Regions from separate parts of the Ovis aries genome. Here region 1 is linked to region 2. The links are chromatin contacts, called in public Hi-C maps. All regions are on one chromosome and are shown on one strand. Each heading gives the region's core, a stretch centred on a gene start, on an enhancer-like site or on the middle of the called end of the contact. The rest is flanking DNA. Distances are from core to core; before and after follow the strand shown.

The links. Hi-C and Micro-C count contacts between places; a contact is called where the count stands out from the background.
Region 1: a contact with region 2 is called in a Hi-C map of liver, with 2.1 times the contacts expected there. The contact joins the enhancer-like site here to the promoter of N4BP2L1 in region 2. A contact is called at or near these places in 2 of 16 Hi-C or Micro-C datasets (liver and skin fibroblasts).

Annotation. Positions count from the first base shown.
Region 1 is chr10:29,057,854-29,060,981 of ARS-UI_Ramb_v3.0, forward strand. It overlaps ZAR1L (zygote arrest 1 like), which reads left to right. Exons shown (of 8, transcript XR_009595259.1): 8 at 2,037-2,966. FRY (FRY microtubule binding protein) reads right to left here. Exons shown (of 64, transcript XM_042254804.2): 53 at 2,022-2,192. Among named protein-coding and RNA genes, the nearest start is that of ZAR1L, 90 kb to the left of the region's middle. Within about 2 kb of position 1,803, at least 14 of the 54 cell types and tissues checked have an H3K27ac peak or open chromatin away from gene starts, as enhancers often do. A contact at or near this core is called in liver, where this site is marked.
Region 2 is chr10:28,890,167-28,893,321 of ARS-UI_Ramb_v3.0, forward strand. It overlaps N4BP2L1 (NEDD4 binding protein 2 like 1), which reads left to right and starts at 1,281. Exons shown (of 4, transcript XM_027973025.3): 1 at 1,281-1,506. The coding sequence starts at 1,328. LOC105616164 (a long non-coding RNA gene) reads right to left here and starts at 2,253. Exons shown (of 2, transcript XR_009595260.1): 1 at 2,105-2,253.

The sequences.
Region 1 (3,128 bases), core at 553-3,052, 170 kb after region 2:
TTATTGTAATCTTGTGGAGAAGTAACATTCTCAAATAGTTTATTCTATTTGGATAAAATACATACTATCACACTCTTGTGTTTCTTATAAAATCATAATCATACAAGGTAACAACCACTATTTTTTTTTTCTAGTTCTTGTTGGCTAGGACAATAGAGAAAACACTGGAAGGAAGGCATAGTATCCATCACTTGCTGTCCCTGACAAATATTAGCACAAAATTTGTTTTCAAATGATAAGCATCTAAGGTTTTCCTTATTTTGATAAAAATTAGTTCTGGAATTGTGTCTGATTCTTCTACTTGATAGCATTCCTGCCAGATCCCTTCACACAGCCCATTTGTCTTTGTATGAAAAAGATCTTGAAAAAAAGATGCATCTCTTGTTTCATCAATTTTCCCTCCTCAGTTTAACTTACAGAGTGAAAAGGGTACTACCTAAGCTTGAATTCTAGCCTGAGAGCAAAGATGAGGTCAGTTGCCCAAATTATCTTTTGACATTCCATATACGTCTAGCTCATTTTGAAAATATTCAAAACAGCTGTATTTTGCATTACACTTTTAAAACAGTTCTCACCACATTTACTTGTTGATTTCTTTATTGCTAGTTATGGTTAACACAGAAAACTGCAGAACTTTTTACTGGTTCAAGAAAATTCAAGGTGAAGAGCTGACATGTTTTAAAGGTGCCTTGCAGTCAGTAAGGGCTAGATCTGATAAACCTGTTTCCAGGGGAGGAATTGGTGAAGGATACATTCTTCATTCTGAGGACATGACTCTTCCTTGCTGGCACAGCCAGCCAGGGTCGTCAGTGGCCAGTAAGGACAAAAATGGACAGCTCTGTGACCTCGCCTTGACCTAAGTGGATTGGTCAGCAAGTGTTCTTTTAGGGAAGGTAAGCAGTTACCTGAAGTATCATTTCCCACGAGTTTATAATTAGGAGGTGCCCACCTGCCATAGGGCTTCCCTGGTGGCTCAGATGGTAAAGAATCTGCCTGCAATGCGAGAGACCCAGGTTCGATCCCTGGGTTGGGAAATCGCCTGGAGAAGGGAATGGCAACCCACTTCAGTATTCTTGCCTGGAGAATCCTATGGACAGAGGAGCCTGGCGGGCTACAGTCCAAGGTGTTACAAAGTCGTGTCAGACTTGACACAACTGAGTGACTAACACTACTACTACCATAGGATATGATGAGCTTGGAATCTGGGCTTCCATTTGAACTGTGTGACTGGCAAAAGCCCTCTGTCTGGGAAGTATAATGTGGAGCCCACCACACACCAGGCTCGGGAGCAGGCATTCTTACAGATGGCAACCTCATTGAAGGGAACTTAGTGTCCATCCCAGGAGGAAAAAGCCTGCCTTTCAGCTGGAATATGCCCCCAAGCTACTGAAACAATGCTGCTCCTTCCACTCCCAGTTTTCAAAAACATGACTCATAACTGAAGCACCTTATTACCACAATTATCACTCAGATACATAGATCTGCATCTGCCTGTTCAGACTTGAATTCAGATGCTCCAGGTGTCAAAAACCAGCCAAAAGCAGAACCAGGAGCTCTTATATGTTAAATCTAGTTTCAAGTTCTGAGGATTTCAAACAGCACGAATATGCCAGGCCCTCGGGCTCCGATCACAGGCTGTAGCAGGCAAGCTTTGAAATCATCACATAAGAGCAACTTCACGCTTAAAATAATTAAATGCTTTGCCTGTGTTTCCCAGGCACCAGAGCACAGGCTGAGACCATCAATGTTTCTGGTTTTAAGTTCACCTTTGGACTAGACACACACGCAGTCTCCGTGTGGCCATTCAAAGTCAGATCTCTGCCATTTAGAAAGAACTTGGAACCGCTTTGGCCCTGGGCTCAGACAGGAAGGGTGGGGTGACTTTTGCCCAAGTTAAGCTGCTGTACTTTAAATAAACTGATCCAAAATAAAGTTTACAAGCTTTCTAATTAAAGAACTCACTATTTAGCAGGTAGAAAGAGAAAGGCTGAGCAGATGGTTTTCACTGAGCCTGTGCCTACCTCTCCGTCCTCTAGCTCCACATCCAGGAAGTCGAAGTCTCTGAAGACCCGGAACTGCTGCTCGCTGTTGGTGTCATCCATGTTCTCCTGCTCCCGGGCCCCGTCCTCGGATGACACCAGGCTCGTCTGATGCTCCAGCAGGTCCAGGTCCCCGCACGACGAGAAGATCACCTGTGAACCGAGAGGGCTCTCCTGAGAAACTACTCTCCCTTCGGTGGTTTGAGCTACAGAACCCGTAACTGGCTCCTCGTAGCACTGTATTTCCAGTACACACCTAATTCCTTAAGTGGGTATTTTTAGAATGTTCTCTTATTATTTATGTTGGACAGGTGCCTTCAGATTAAACGTTGCAAAGACGCAAGTTCATGTACTAGGAAAATGTTTGAGTCAAATAATTGCTTCTTAAGACTGGATCCTACGTGTGTACGTGTGTGTGTGTGTGTGTGTGTGTGTGTGTGTGTTTCAACTGAGCGTGTCTGTATTCACAGACAATCTACAGCACCCAAGAAATTTTCCATTGTTTCTACACTGACCGAGGTTAGAAACTGTATAGATTGACATACACATACACATCACATACATATTATCATGTAAGATTTTAAGGACTACTGATGCCAACGAAATAATGTTACTATAGAATGAACTGTGAGAGCAAAAGATTTAACCCTTTGAGAGAGAAACCTGGAATGGTAAAGAAAAAGAAACCTAAGTCAAGAAGTACAGAACTTGTTCATTTGAATTCCAGAAGAGAAGCTGAGCAGCTGTGTTCAGAATTCACACTCAAATTCCTGTCCTGTTGATTTAAACAAAACTTATTTTTCTACTAAAATTTTAGTATGTCAGCCTTTTAAAATTATATGTATAGGTTCATTTTTCTTGGGCCATTTTAATATAACTTCTAAATGTTATATTAGAAATAAATAAATCAAAATGTTTTGAAATAAATCTAAATGTTTTGCTATGCAGCCTCTCCTGAACATAGACTGATATTAAACAAAATGAACAATGTTCTTTTAATTTAACCATTATAACCTCTTGGTCTTCCTTGAAAGTAAAAATTCATTTATAAGAATTTAAATGTAACAATTGTCTCTCAACAGGAAAAAG
Region 2 (3,155 bases), core at 31-2,530:
AAATTTCAGTGTTTCTCAGCAGTGCCAAAAATCCTTGCTCTGGTGCTGGGAAGGGAAATGTCAAGAGAGAGTAGCTCACCTCCCTGTCCTCCCCTGCCCCTCCCTAGTAGAACCCCAAGAGGAAGGTGAAATTCTGAGCATAGAGCCCCTCCCTACTTGGAGAGTGCCTTCCAGAGCTCATTGTGCAATTCCTGGGTTTTGTTTTAGAAGTAAATTGCTTTTCTTCACAGTTCCTTTTCAAAATTTTCATACCTTAGCTGCCAAAAACAAAATGTATTTGCTTTACAATGGTTATTACAGCCCAAGCCACCATATATCTTGGCTTTTTCCAGGATGATGTTAATTTTCAATATTGTCTCTTTCAGTCCACGCTTCTTGGATTTTAGTTCAGAAAGTAGGATCTTTCTATCACACTCTTGAGTGTGAAATATTGGAAAGTACTGTGGTGATCAACCAACTGGCACTCACCAGTCCCAGAACTTAGAACTGAATTCTGGATGCTTCTCTCTAGTGTCAGTAGACTGCTCCTTTCCCTGGGGAGCTGAAATAGTTTCTGGGGAGACCACATCTTTTCAGGCAACAAAGTGTGTACCTGGGCAGTAACCCTTCTTTCTCAGAGGGCCTAGTTTATACTACTGTTCATAAATCTATCTGAGTTTTAAGGGGTGCCTTGTTTTGAAGAAGAGATTTCTAAAGTTATGTAGAAGCAACAAAGCTTTCTAAAAATATTTTTGGCAGGCTGATAAAGAAGAATTAAAAAAAAGGGGGGTGGGGTGGTAATTATACAGGTCCTGGGAGAGTGGCATTAGCCACTGGGACACCAGCCAGATATTAGTGCTCACAAACTGGGGAAAACTATGGTTTTTACTGTTATGTTCAAAATGCTGTTCACGTTCGTTCTCTTCGTCAACTAAAATTATTTCACTTTCAAGGCCTAGTGGGCGGTGGGATGGGGTAGGGCTTTTGCAGAAGGCCTGCCTTCCACGCGGGCAGCCCGGGGAAGTGACCAGTGTCCCGTTCGGTGGGCCCAGGGCGACAGGCGCAGGGAGCCACGGGCTGGGCTGGAGGTGAGGGTGGGCGGTGGAGGGGAGTGGAGGTCGGTCGCCGAGGTCTTCCTGGATGTCAGTCTCCCAGCGTCCCTGGCTTTCCAGGTAGGGACGACCCCTCCCACGCAGCGCGGTTCGGGCGGGTGGGAAGGAGGGGCTGGCCTGCGAGCGCCCGCCCCTCCATCTATCACATGGCCGGAGAGCCACAAAAACAACAGCTTTGGCCAAGACCGTGACTTCAGGAAAGGGAACGCTGGGCTCTCGCCGCCAGCCCCCACCCCATGGAGGAGAGTTTTCTTGAATCCTTTGGGAGGCTGAGCCTCAGGCAGCAGCAGCCGCCGCCTCCTCGGCCGCCAGCCCCGCCGCCCCCGCGTGGGACACCTCCGCGCCGCCACAGCTTTCGGAAACACCTCTACCTCCTGCGAGGCCTCCCGGGCTCGGGGAAAACTACACTGGCCAGGTAATGATGCGCCGCGCGCCGAGTCCCCGTCGGGCTCCGGTCCAGCCCGCGCCTGCCAAGGGGAAGCCGGGCCACCCGGTTCCCGGCCGGGCCGCGGGCCTGAGACGCGGGGGCCCGTGCCGTGGGTTCCCAGGCTGCGCCCGCGCGGGAGGACGGTGGTCGGCACCGCGCCTGGCACGAGCCCCCATGGCACCGGCCCCCCGCGCTGACCCCCCACCCCCGCCCCACACCGCACAGCGGGGCTGGACGCCTTCTCCCCGACTCTCGCAGCTTGGGGTCGGGGGCCCAAGGGCAGCCTTCTTCGGGAAAGCCGGATGGCGACTGCAGAGAAGATCTCCGGGCCGCCCGCTGGCGCGCAGGCACCCGCCACAGTGCGTCAACAGGCGTTTTAAACCGGAGCGGACACGCTCGGGGGCCGGGGGTCGGGGCCGGGCCAGGGCGCGCGATTGCGTAGAATATCTGGGGGGTGGAGGCAGACCCGCGTGTGCTTTGGCGAGTGCGAAGGCGCACAGGTGCCCCTGGGAGGGGGTCGCGTGGCCTCGCAGGCCGTCACCGACACAGCCTTTAAACTGTGCCCAAGCCGCCCAAATTAGTTTACCTGCGAATTGCGTCAGCTGCCCCGGTCCCGGGTCAGCGTGAATGACACGGGCTTGTTACCTTGGCCACCTTGCTAGGCCTGCCGCTCCAGCCTCAACTCCCACCACTCTGCAGCGTTGAACTGTTTCTCTCCTTGGCTTTGCTGACGGTGGCCCGCCTGCCTGGTTTGCCTTTGCCTGGCTTGCCCCTCCTCTGCCCTTTCCCTAACTGATTGCAACAGCGCTTAAGACTCAAGTCTGTTATCCTCGTACTCTGGGCTCCTCTGCTTCCTGTTTACACCTCTGCAGCTGTGCTCAGTTTTGCACATGGTTTTGTTTATCCTGTAAGTTTCTTGGAGGTGGGGGCCATATCTTATCCTGCAAAAGCGCAGTGTCTGGCAGTAGTATGTGTTCAGTAGAAGTGGTCCCTGGCCCTCAAAGAGGTTTCCGTCTCACCAGAGACATAAGGCTAGCTAGCTGTAGAATCATGGGGGCTGGCCGTCGAACTGTGGAACCTTAGAAAAAGAATCCATGTGGCAACGTACAATCAGAAGCGGATTTGAATGGTACACAAAGAACGTGGGAGGAAGGGCTGGGTCCTTCAGGGTCAGGGAAAGATGACAGCCCTGGGGATGTGTTGCCAGTTTTAATTAGGATTCGTGGCTGATTTGCCTTTAGCGAAACCTTATTGCTACATTTTCACAGATTCAAGTGACTTCCAAATGGCCATTGGTACCCTTTTCTAAGAACCACACACATTTTAATAGGTCTTTTCTCTGTCTTGGTGGAGAATGGGGAAGCCTTCCTGGAACCTGGCAGAACTTGGTTATTTTATGATACAGTCATGGTGGGTACGTACATCTGTTACCAACCAGATACTTCTTGCAGTCAAACCCTGTTCAGTTTTACTTTGGCCTTGCTGATCTGTGGTCTCTCACACACTGTGTCCAAGGAGAGAATAAACGTCTTTGGCCAGATTTTGTTTAGAGCTACCCAGAGGGGAGTAATACGGTGAGTGCAGGGTACACAGAATTGAACAGCGGAAGTGGGTTTTTGGGCCTCACTTTCTTCATC